Linked DNA regions of Sus scrofa: all the other regions are linked to region 2. The links are chromatin contacts, called in public HiChIP or PLAC-seq maps. All regions are on one chromosome and are shown on one strand. The core of a region is the stretch at or near the end of the contact, and the rest is flanking DNA. Distances in the headings are between cores, read along the strand shown. Region 1 overlaps TBC1D8 (TBC1 domain family member 8). Region 2 holds the start of TBC1D8 (TBC1 domain family member 8). Region 3 holds the start of RNF149 (E3 ubiquitin-protein ligase RNF149).

Region 1 (2,937 bases), core at 42-2,541, 120 kb after region 2:
GGATCCGAGCCGCGTCTGCAACCTACACCACAGCTCACGGCAACGCCAGATCATTAACCCACTGAGCAAGGGCAGGGACCGAACCCGCAACCTCATGGTTCCTAGTCGGATTCGTTAACCACTGCGCCACGTCGGGAACTCCACAAGACTGTTTTACATTTAGAAAGTGAGGGACCAGGAGGCACTCTGTTCTGCAGAACAAAGGCACCTAGGCTTTAGCCCTCATGACTTTTATTAGGGAAGAGGTAATGAGCAAAATCAGGTGCAGGCAATGACAAAGCGATCTCTTAGTGAATAACAAAGAAACTAGTTACAGGTGCATACCTCTAGGGCATAATGCAGCTGCTCATGGTTAATGCATAACTCCCTTAGCTTGTCTTTGAAGGAGACCCTGTACCTTAGAATTCTGCGTGTTAGCTTCTTGTGCTTTTGCACATGCTCCAAGTTTGCCTTCTGCAGAGTTCAGCAGTTCAGTGGTCTCCAACAGTGGTAAAGACCAGCAGCTGTAGCTCTGATTCGACCCCTAGCCTGGGAACCTCCATATGCCACGGGTGGAGCCCTAAAAAGACAAAAGACCAACCAAAAAAAAAAAAAAAAAAAAAAAAAAAAGAGAGGCTGATCTGGTCCTAGGTGACAGGGCCAGTTTTGACTGCTTTAGTTTTCAGTCTCTTCCCAAGACTTCAAACTGCCTCTGTTTTTTAAATTTTTGAATTTTTAACCTATTGATATGGTTCAAAATTCACAACATATTAAAAAAAAAAACATGCAGTAAAAAGGCTCACTTCCTCATCTGAATCTCTGCCCCTATTTCTGTCCCAACAGGGGACCAGTGTTAATAGTTTCTTCTGTGTCCTATAGATTTGTCAGTACTTTTTGACTTTCAAATAATAGGATCTTAAGTGAAAATAGCAGAGTAGAAATTATGTGACTTCTATAATTCAAACTATAGCAGCCAAGCTGTACATTTAAAAATTGTTAAAATGATAAATTTTGGTGTGTGCATCTTGCTACAATGAAAAAACAAAAGAAACCTTAATTAAAAGAAAAAAATGTCAAAATTAACATATTCGTGTAGGCATAGACTACAGGGTAATAGGGAAAAGTACACATCTGGTTGGAGTGGTGAGAGGGTGAGATAATGTTTTTATTTGTTGTGATGTTGCTTACTCAGTGGTAACAATTTTAGCAGGCAGAGTAATTGAGGCAGGAAGGCCTCTTAAGCCTGGGCCTCGCCCAGGTGCCGCCCTCACAGCCCTTCCCCCTCCCCCTCAGCGAGAACACATGATGAGCTGCTACTGGGAGCAGCCTGGACCTCTGGCCCTGCGCCACGACCCCAGCAGGCCCTACGCAGAGCAGTACCGCATAGACGCCCGGCAGTTTGCACGCCTGTTTCAGCTCGTCTCGCCGTGGACCTGTGGGGCCCACACAGACATCCTGGCCGAGAGGACTTTCAGGCTCCTGGACGACAACATGGACCACCTTATTGAATTCAAAGCCTTCGTGAGCTGTCTGGGTATGACTCTGGGTCTTTACTGCAGCAAGTTCATTGGGCGAGTGATGAAGCAGGCACGGCCACTCAGGGAGGTGGATTTGTGTCTAGTCTGATGTGATTTTGTGATTTTTAACAGTCCCTTTGCAGGCTCCTCTCATGACCACTTTTATAGGCTGCCCAAGGCGGGTGGGGCAGGGGCCCAGGCTCTCCACATCCAAGGTCACTGACCTCCCGGGTGTGGTGGTGGCTTGTTAGGAGACACGTTCTTAACTTTTGCAGCTACAATTAAAATCTTCCAGAAGTCATGAGGCCAAAGTTCCCAAGGTTATCCAGTCTCCAATCAGTCACCACCCTTCTTGTTTTCCTTTCAAACTCAGTGTGTCTGGGGCAGGGGTGGATGTCAGGTCAATTGAGCATTGACCTCACCCCTCTCCCCACAGTGACTTTGTGTCATGACACATAGACTTTAATCATTTGCATCTAGTCAGTCTCTCTCTTTTTAAAAATTTTGCAGATATCATGTATAACGGAGAAATGAATGAGAAAATCAAGCTGTTATACAGGCTTCATATCCCTCCAGGTAAGAAATTCCAAGTAGAAAAGTCAGGCTCTGTTCTGTCTTGACATAAATCCGCTTTGTGCACAACCCTTTCTTCTCGTTTTAAATTTATTCAACTTGAGGCAACACGTGTGTCTAGTTTGATTGGGGTGGCTAATGACAGATTTTAAGTATCTCATTTTATTTTTTAATTTTTTTTGGTCTTTTTTTAAATCCGTACCTGCGGCATATCAAAGCTCCCAAGTTAGGGGTTGAATCAGAGCTGCAGTTGCCGGCCTACGCCGCAGCAATGCAGGATCTGAGCCATGTCTGTGACCTACACCACAGCTCACAGCAACATCAGATCCTTAACCCACTGAGTGAGGCCAGGGATTGAACCCGCGTCCTCATGGTTACTAGTCGGGTTCATTGCTACTGAACCACAACTGGAACTGGAACTCTGAATTTCCTTCCTTTTTTTTTTTTTTTTTTTTTTTTTTTGATGGCTGAGCAGGATTCCATCGTGTGCATGTATATGTGTACACAACTTTACTGAATTCATTTATTCTAAGAGTCTTCTGATGGTGCTTTTAAGATTTTCTATATGTGGTATCATGTCATCTGTGAATAGTGACAGTTTTACCTCTTCGTTCCCACTATGATCCTTTTCTTTCTTAATTGTTCTGACTCACACATACAATAAATGTGGAATAAAGGTTGCAAGAGTGAGCATCCTTGTTTTCATTTTTTGCCTTTTGTCTTTTTAGGGCCACACCCGCGCGGCATATGGAGGTCCCCAGGCTAGGGGTCTAATTGGAGCTGTTGATACCGGCCTATGACAGAGCCACAGCAATGCCAGATCCAAGCCATGTCTTCTACCTACACCACAGCTCACGGCAACGCCAGA
Region 2 (2,887 bases), core at 215-2,714:
TGTGGCAAACATATTTGTTTTCCCAGCCCCAGTCAAACCACAGCTGCCCTGTGGGGCTTTGTCAATCCCCAGTGCGAGGGAACTGCGCCTTCATTCTGTGCATCCTGCTGTCCCCAGCATGACTCCCATGACACTTTGGGCCTGGTCTCTTGCTTGTGAGTCCTTTAGGACAGGGCCCATGTTCAGTCCCCTTCTCTCGGCAATTCCAGGGCCTGCAGAGAGTGGGGGGAGGGGCAGTTTCCAGCAACCATTTCTGGAAGGAATATTTTTCAGCCACCCCTGCCCACTCTCTGTACCCCTTGGGGCACCCACATCTCCCTGAGAACAGATGACTTCCTTTCTCAGTTGTGCCTCAAGGCTGTAGCTCTGGACCACACATGCCTCTGCCCCCTGGGTGGGCTGTCCTGTTCCTCCTGGGTACAGGATCTTACCTGGCTTCTTACCTGTCAGGTCAGGGCTAGGTTTCTGAGCTGATCCCTCTGATCGTCTGCAAACAAGTTCCTTGGCTTCCATTGAAGAGCTTCTGCTCAGTTCCCGGGAGGCTGGTGGGAGCTTTACTTTGCTTCCACTTTTCAGTTTTGTCCCAATTAATAGTCATGTTTTGTCCGGGGTCCTTTTGTTGAAACCCTACCGTCAGGTGGATGGAGTTTCTTTTTTTCTCTTCCTAGGATGTTGGATTTAATTGAGGAGACTGCTCATGGAGATCCCCAGCCCGTTCAGGCCAGCAGCCAAGTCAGGTCCACCACACTTTGAAGAAATATCTCATTTTTGAAACTCTGCCTCCACAATCCCTATAGTTTTTACTATCATCTCCTCCATACTTCCCAGCTTTTCACGTCTCTGGGAACCAATGTGACTGGTTTCATTCCTGGGTAGGGGATCCTCAGGAGGGGCCCTAAAATCAGCATCTTCTGTGTGCAGGATGGGTGTCCACGTCTAGTGCTGAGTTTGGTCTGACACTCGCCTCAGGGTCCCACAACATCGCTGCCTCTTCGGCAGCTTCGTGGGATCCCTCGTGGGAGCAAAGAAAACGTATGCTCAGCACTTAAAAAAAAAAAAAAAAAAGGCAAATAATTGTTTTTAATTTTGAATGCTATCTGTCGATTATTTATAGAAATATTTCTTGTTATTTTAAATGCTGTGTTATTCCACACACACCTCGGTTTCCTGGCACGCATTCTGTCCCCCCAAAGATAAATTCCCTAGGCTGGAAACCTGGAGCTGCGACAAGATGTCTTTTTCCCCATCACCTCCTCCTCCAGCTCTCCGGGCTGTGACCTCGCAGGGACGGAGGAGGGGAGAGGGGCCTTGGCGCCCTCAGCGAGAGAGGCGGGGAGCCTGGCCGCCGGGACTGGACTTCCTCCCTCCACTCCGGAACTGCGCGGGAGCCGCCGGGATTCGGAAACCGGGCGGCGCCACCGGAGCCGGCGGGGTGGACGCTGGGCGACTGGTGGGCGTGGCCCGGTGCCCGGTGGGCGGTTCCGTGGGCGGGGCCCGGGCGGGCCAGGGGCGGGACCGACGCGCGGGCTGCGCGGGCTGCAAGGGGCGAGCTGCGCCTACAGCGCTCCCGGGACTCCCGAGCGCAGGGCGCCGGTTGGTCGCACTCTCGCCTTGCCGACTCCTCCCGATCGGGCTCGGCCCGGCGACCGGGGCGATGTGAGCCGGGGCCCGCGGGCGCGGCCGGACCGCTGCGATGTGGCTCAAGCCCGAGGAGGTGCTGCTGAAGAACGCCCTGAAGCTCTGGGTGACTCAGAAGAGCAGCTGCTACTTCATCCTCCAGCGGCGCCGCGGGCATGGCGAGGGGGGCGGCCGGCTCACGGGTAAGGGGCGCGCGAAGCTGGCGGGCAGGCAGGCGCAGCGGCCGGGCCCGGACCTCGCTCCCTGCTGGGCCCACGGCCCCAGCTCGGGGCTGCAGCGCAGTTGGGGGTTTCGTTGGAGACGCCGGGCCGGCCCGGCCCTACCTCGGGCTTGTTTTCCTTTCTCCTGCATTTCTCCAGCAAGTCCCGGTCGGGGTGGTGGCAGAAGGGACTTGCGGGCTCGTGCATTTTCCCGGGCGAGGCAGGTGCCTCCGCTGCCTGGCCCGGTGACCGCCCGGAGGCCAGGCTTGGCTCGGGAATCCGAGGAGAGATGCCGGCTGGAGCGAGGGCCGCCCCGGGGGGAGCGGGGCCGCGGGGCCGGGCCAGGTGACAGCGGGTCCGGCCCGCCCTGGCCATCTGGACGTGCCCGAGGCTCCAGGTGGTGTCGCCGCTGGGGACACGGCCAGCCCACGGCGGGGCGCAGCTCGAGAGGCCCTGGCTCCGGGAACCCTCTCACGCCCAGAGGAGAAACCCAAGTGGTGCGAATCCCGAGCTCCTGAACTTAGCAAAACTCGGCAGGTCAGTTTCCTGTCCTCGCCCTACCCTCATCTCTTTCCTTTCTTCCTAGGAGAAAGGATAGGGGGGAAAAAAAAATTCAGGCTCGTAAAATTTATGGAAAACAGCATTTCCTCGCCACTCCCTATAAGTTTTGGTCCAAAACTCTTTGAAAATCAAGGGTTTGGACAGCTTGTGTTAGCAGGGACACCTGTTTTAACAGGCCAGTAGAGGAATACTAGCTTTTTCCAGTAGTATCTTGGGAACCTGTGTGGACTTTTCAAATTTTGGAATCTGAAATAAAACGGACCTTAGATCTTCCCACCACGTGCCTCCTTCTACCAGGAGGAGACCATGGCTAGGGAGAGAGTGGCCAAGGGGCCGAGCTGGGGTTGGTGACTGCTCTCTCCTTATTCTGTGGCCGGCCCTCCAGGAGTAAAGTCTACCGGGAAATGCAGTTAATAAATAAGTCCTGAAAGGACAGAACCAAGTGCGAGGGGAATTTCCCATCCCGCACTATAGACTTTAAGGAGGGC
Region 3 (2,966 bases), core at 61-2,560, 120 kb before region 2:
CTGTAAGTAATCGTGCGTCTTAATGGGTAGAAAAAGAGCTATTTCGCTTATTTAACGAACATGGATTACACACATGATGTCTGCTAGCTAAGGTGGACTCAGAAAAACAGCAAAGACAATCCCGGCCTTGAAGAAACTCAAGTAGTTGAAGACTAAAAACTGTATTTAGAAAGCAGTAGTGCTGGCACCTCATTATGCATAAGCATAACATACACAAGCAACGTGCAAATTAGGAGCACCCAAGTTTGCTTTTAGGAACTGGGGAAGGTTTCACAGAAGAAATAGCTTTGGAGTTAAACCTTGAAATTGAAGTTGGTGTTTGCCAGGACAAGAGCCAGGAGCAGGTTGATTTCAGAAAGTAGGAAATGATTGTGCCAGATGTAGCATGAAACTGCAAAGGCCTCTTCTGGAAACTACAAGTATTTGTTTTGCTACAGCAAATCATGGCTGTCCTTGGCCATTTCCTAGCCTGCCATGACCAGCATAACTGATCTCCCTATTCTAGGCCTGGGACAAGAAGAAGAAGGTCTCAAGCCCTGGGATCCTTTCAGCCTTTGGAAAACTAGTTTCCTAATGGGAAAGGGAGAGGAGATCCAATTTCAAGAAAAACTTATGGGTTGTGGGCTGCATTTTGGAGCAGCATCTTAAAACACTCAGTCCAAGAAAGGCTTAACAACAGAGGACTCATGAGAGCGTGTAAGGCCCAACAAAACGCCTGATGTGAGTGGTAGCAACCTACTTCCTGCGATTACAGGTCCTTGTACAAAAAAGGAAGATGAGTCAGTCAGAAATCAGTGTTCTAAACCTCTTTTCCTGCTAAGACTTCCTTTCCAGAGCAGTTTCATGTGCACTATCACCCGATTTTTATTTCCAAACAACAAATTTTCTTTTTATATTTAATGCTGTACCATTTAAGTGCTCATCTGAACAAGTAGTGCGATGCAATGACTTCAATACTAAAGATTATACATAAAATACTGAAATCGGTAACATAAAGTATCTGGAAAAGACGTGTAGCTTTGGAGTTTCTAAACTAATTTTCAAAGTTTTAGATAAGCAAGGCCTTCGCCATGTGCCTCGCACAGTAAATTCTTCATAAACATCCGTTCGGCGATTTTACACAACAGCGCTCCCACGCCTCCGGCCGGTTAGCAAAGAAGCTTCCCGTTTCTGCGGCGGTCACTTCCCCCGGCTTCGTTCAGCGTGCTACAAGTCCCGTTGCACAAACTCGGCCACTGGCCACGGGGTGACGCGGCTTGGCGCAAACTGTCGCGTCATTCGCTCACACCCGAGCCTTGGTCCGCAGGCTCCCCGGGTTCCGGGACCTCCAAGCGGCAGAAAGGTGGAGACGCTCTCAAGCACTGGAAGATCTCCGCCCGAGCGCACCTCACTGGGGTCTGCAGGGGGGGAGGAACTGGCCCAGGCCCCGCCCCCGCCCCTCCGCCGCTCCGCCAGGTGCGCGTGCGCCGCAGCCCCGCCCTCGCCGCGCCCCTCCCGTCCCTCCTCCAGGTGCGCGTGCGCCGCGGCCCCGCCTGCCGCCCGGACTCTCTTTTCCCGGGCTCGGCCGCCGGCGGCCGCTTCTCTGCTCTCCTCAGAGCCCTTGTACGCGCGCTCCCTCCGGCCCTCCGGGAGTCGCCCGGCGGCAGGGGCCATGGCGTGGCGGCGGCGGCGGCTCCAGGCCCGCGGCGCGTTGGCGCTGCTAGCGCTGGCCCTGTGCTCCCCCGGCGCCCGGGGCCGGGCACTCGAGTGGTTCTCGGCGGTGGTGAGCACCGAATACGTGGACCCGCAGACCAACCGGACCGTGCGGAGCGTCTCGGAAAGCGGCCGCTTCGGCGACAGCTCGCCTAAGGAGGGCGCGCACGGCCTGGTGGGCGTCCCGCGCGCGGAAGACCGCGACCCCGAGGGCTGCGAGCCCTACACGCGCTTCCTCGTGCCCGGCGTTCAAGGGGCCGCGCCTTGGGTCGCGCTGGTGGCGCGCGGGGGCTGCACCTTCAAGGACAAGGTCTTGGCAGCGGCTCGAAGAAACGCCTCGGCGGTGGTCCTGTACAACGAGGAGCACTACGGGAACTTCACTTCGCCCATGTCCCACGCGGGTGAGGTGCCGGGGCGCGGGGACGGAGTGGGTGTCTGCGCCGCGGTCCCGGCCGAAGGCCGGGTCCTCAGACCCTACCCCGAGGGGCAGCAGCAAGGAGGGCTAGAGGCGGGACAGCGATGGGCTCCCACTGTCGGGAACCACGGGGGAAGCTCTAGGTTTACTGGGTGTGACCCCCCCCCACACACCCCGGGTGCTCTTAGGAGGGAGACCAGCCTTCGAACAAGATTAAATCTTCTCCCTGGGTCCTTCAGGTCAAGAGAAGTGTCTTCTGCAGGGCAGTGGGAAGAACGGAAGAAATTAAAACCCACTGGAGGAGGATGGTGGTTCTCACGGATAGAAAGTCTCCTGGTTCCTAATCGTGGGTCCCTTGCCAGGCGGCCTCGCCCCGAGGCAGGTGGAGCAGGAGTAGGAGCATTCCAGGGTCTGGCTTTCTTCGCTTTCCTAAAACATGTCAATATGCTAAACCTGGAGTCAGAAAACCTGGCCTTAAGTTGGGGTACTGTTTTCTCACGTGCTAAATAGAAGGTTGCAGTGCTGGCTCTACTCCCAGTCCGATTCTTTGAGGCTTGAGTTTAGAGGAAAATTTTTAAGTTGCAATCATACTTTTTGCCAGGCGACCCTTCCCACATACACGATTCTCCAGGGCAGCAGGTCACATCTTCTAGAAGTCGTGAGAGTCTAGGAGGCATATTTTGCAAGGGTATCATTCTTAGAACTGAAATCCAAGTAATAATTTGATCATCAGTGAACATGGCAGTATTTCTGTGAGGCCTTGTGAGAGCAAGAGTCATTCTGAACTTAATGTGATTAAAATCTTTCTTTAAAGTTGCTGCTGCTGCAAGTCAGAGCCTTTTTTCTGTGCTTTTATTTT

The links. HiChIP or PLAC-seq counts read pairs in DNA pulled down with a chosen protein or histone mark.
Region 1: a contact with region 2 is called in an H3K27ac HiChIP or PLAC-seq map of skeletal muscle. The contact joins the enhancer-like site here to the promoter of TBC1D8 in region 2. A contact is called at or near these places in 1 of 5 promoter capture datasets (liver), 7 of 47 Hi-C or Micro-C datasets (alveolar macrophages, embryonic fibroblasts, heart right ventricle and 3 more) and 1 of 2 datasets of contacts at active chromatin or transcription factors (skeletal muscle).
Region 3: an H3K27ac HiChIP or PLAC-seq map of alveolar macrophages shows a contact between it and region 2. The contact joins the promoter of RNF149 here to the promoter of TBC1D8 in region 2. A contact is called at or near these places in 4 of 47 Hi-C or Micro-C datasets (alveolar macrophages, heart right ventricle, liver and 1 more) and 1 of 2 datasets of contacts at active chromatin or transcription factors (alveolar macrophages).

What each region holds. Positions count from the first base shown.
Region 1 is chr3:53,268,855-53,271,791 of Sscrofa11.1, forward strand. TBC1D8 (TBC1 domain family member 8) reads left to right here. Exons shown (of 20, transcript XM_021087166.1): 16 at 1,273-1,513; 17 at 2,007-2,072. Among named protein-coding and RNA genes, the nearest start is that of RPL31, 25 kb to the right of the region's middle. Within about 2 kb of position 1,292, at least 6 of the 83 cell types and tissues checked have an H3K27ac peak or open chromatin away from gene starts, as enhancers often do. A contact at or near this core is called in skeletal muscle, where this site is marked.
Region 2 is chr3:53,147,595-53,150,481 of Sscrofa11.1, forward strand. TBC1D8 (TBC1 domain family member 8) reads left to right here and starts at 1,465. Exons shown (of 20, transcript XM_021087166.1): 1 at 1,465-1,820. The coding sequence starts at 1,694.
Region 3 is chr3:53,031,122-53,034,087 of Sscrofa11.1, forward strand. It overlaps RNF149 (E3 ubiquitin-protein ligase RNF149), which reads left to right and starts at 1,311. Exons shown (of 9, transcript XM_013995949.2): 1 at 1,311-2,093. The coding sequence starts at 1,652.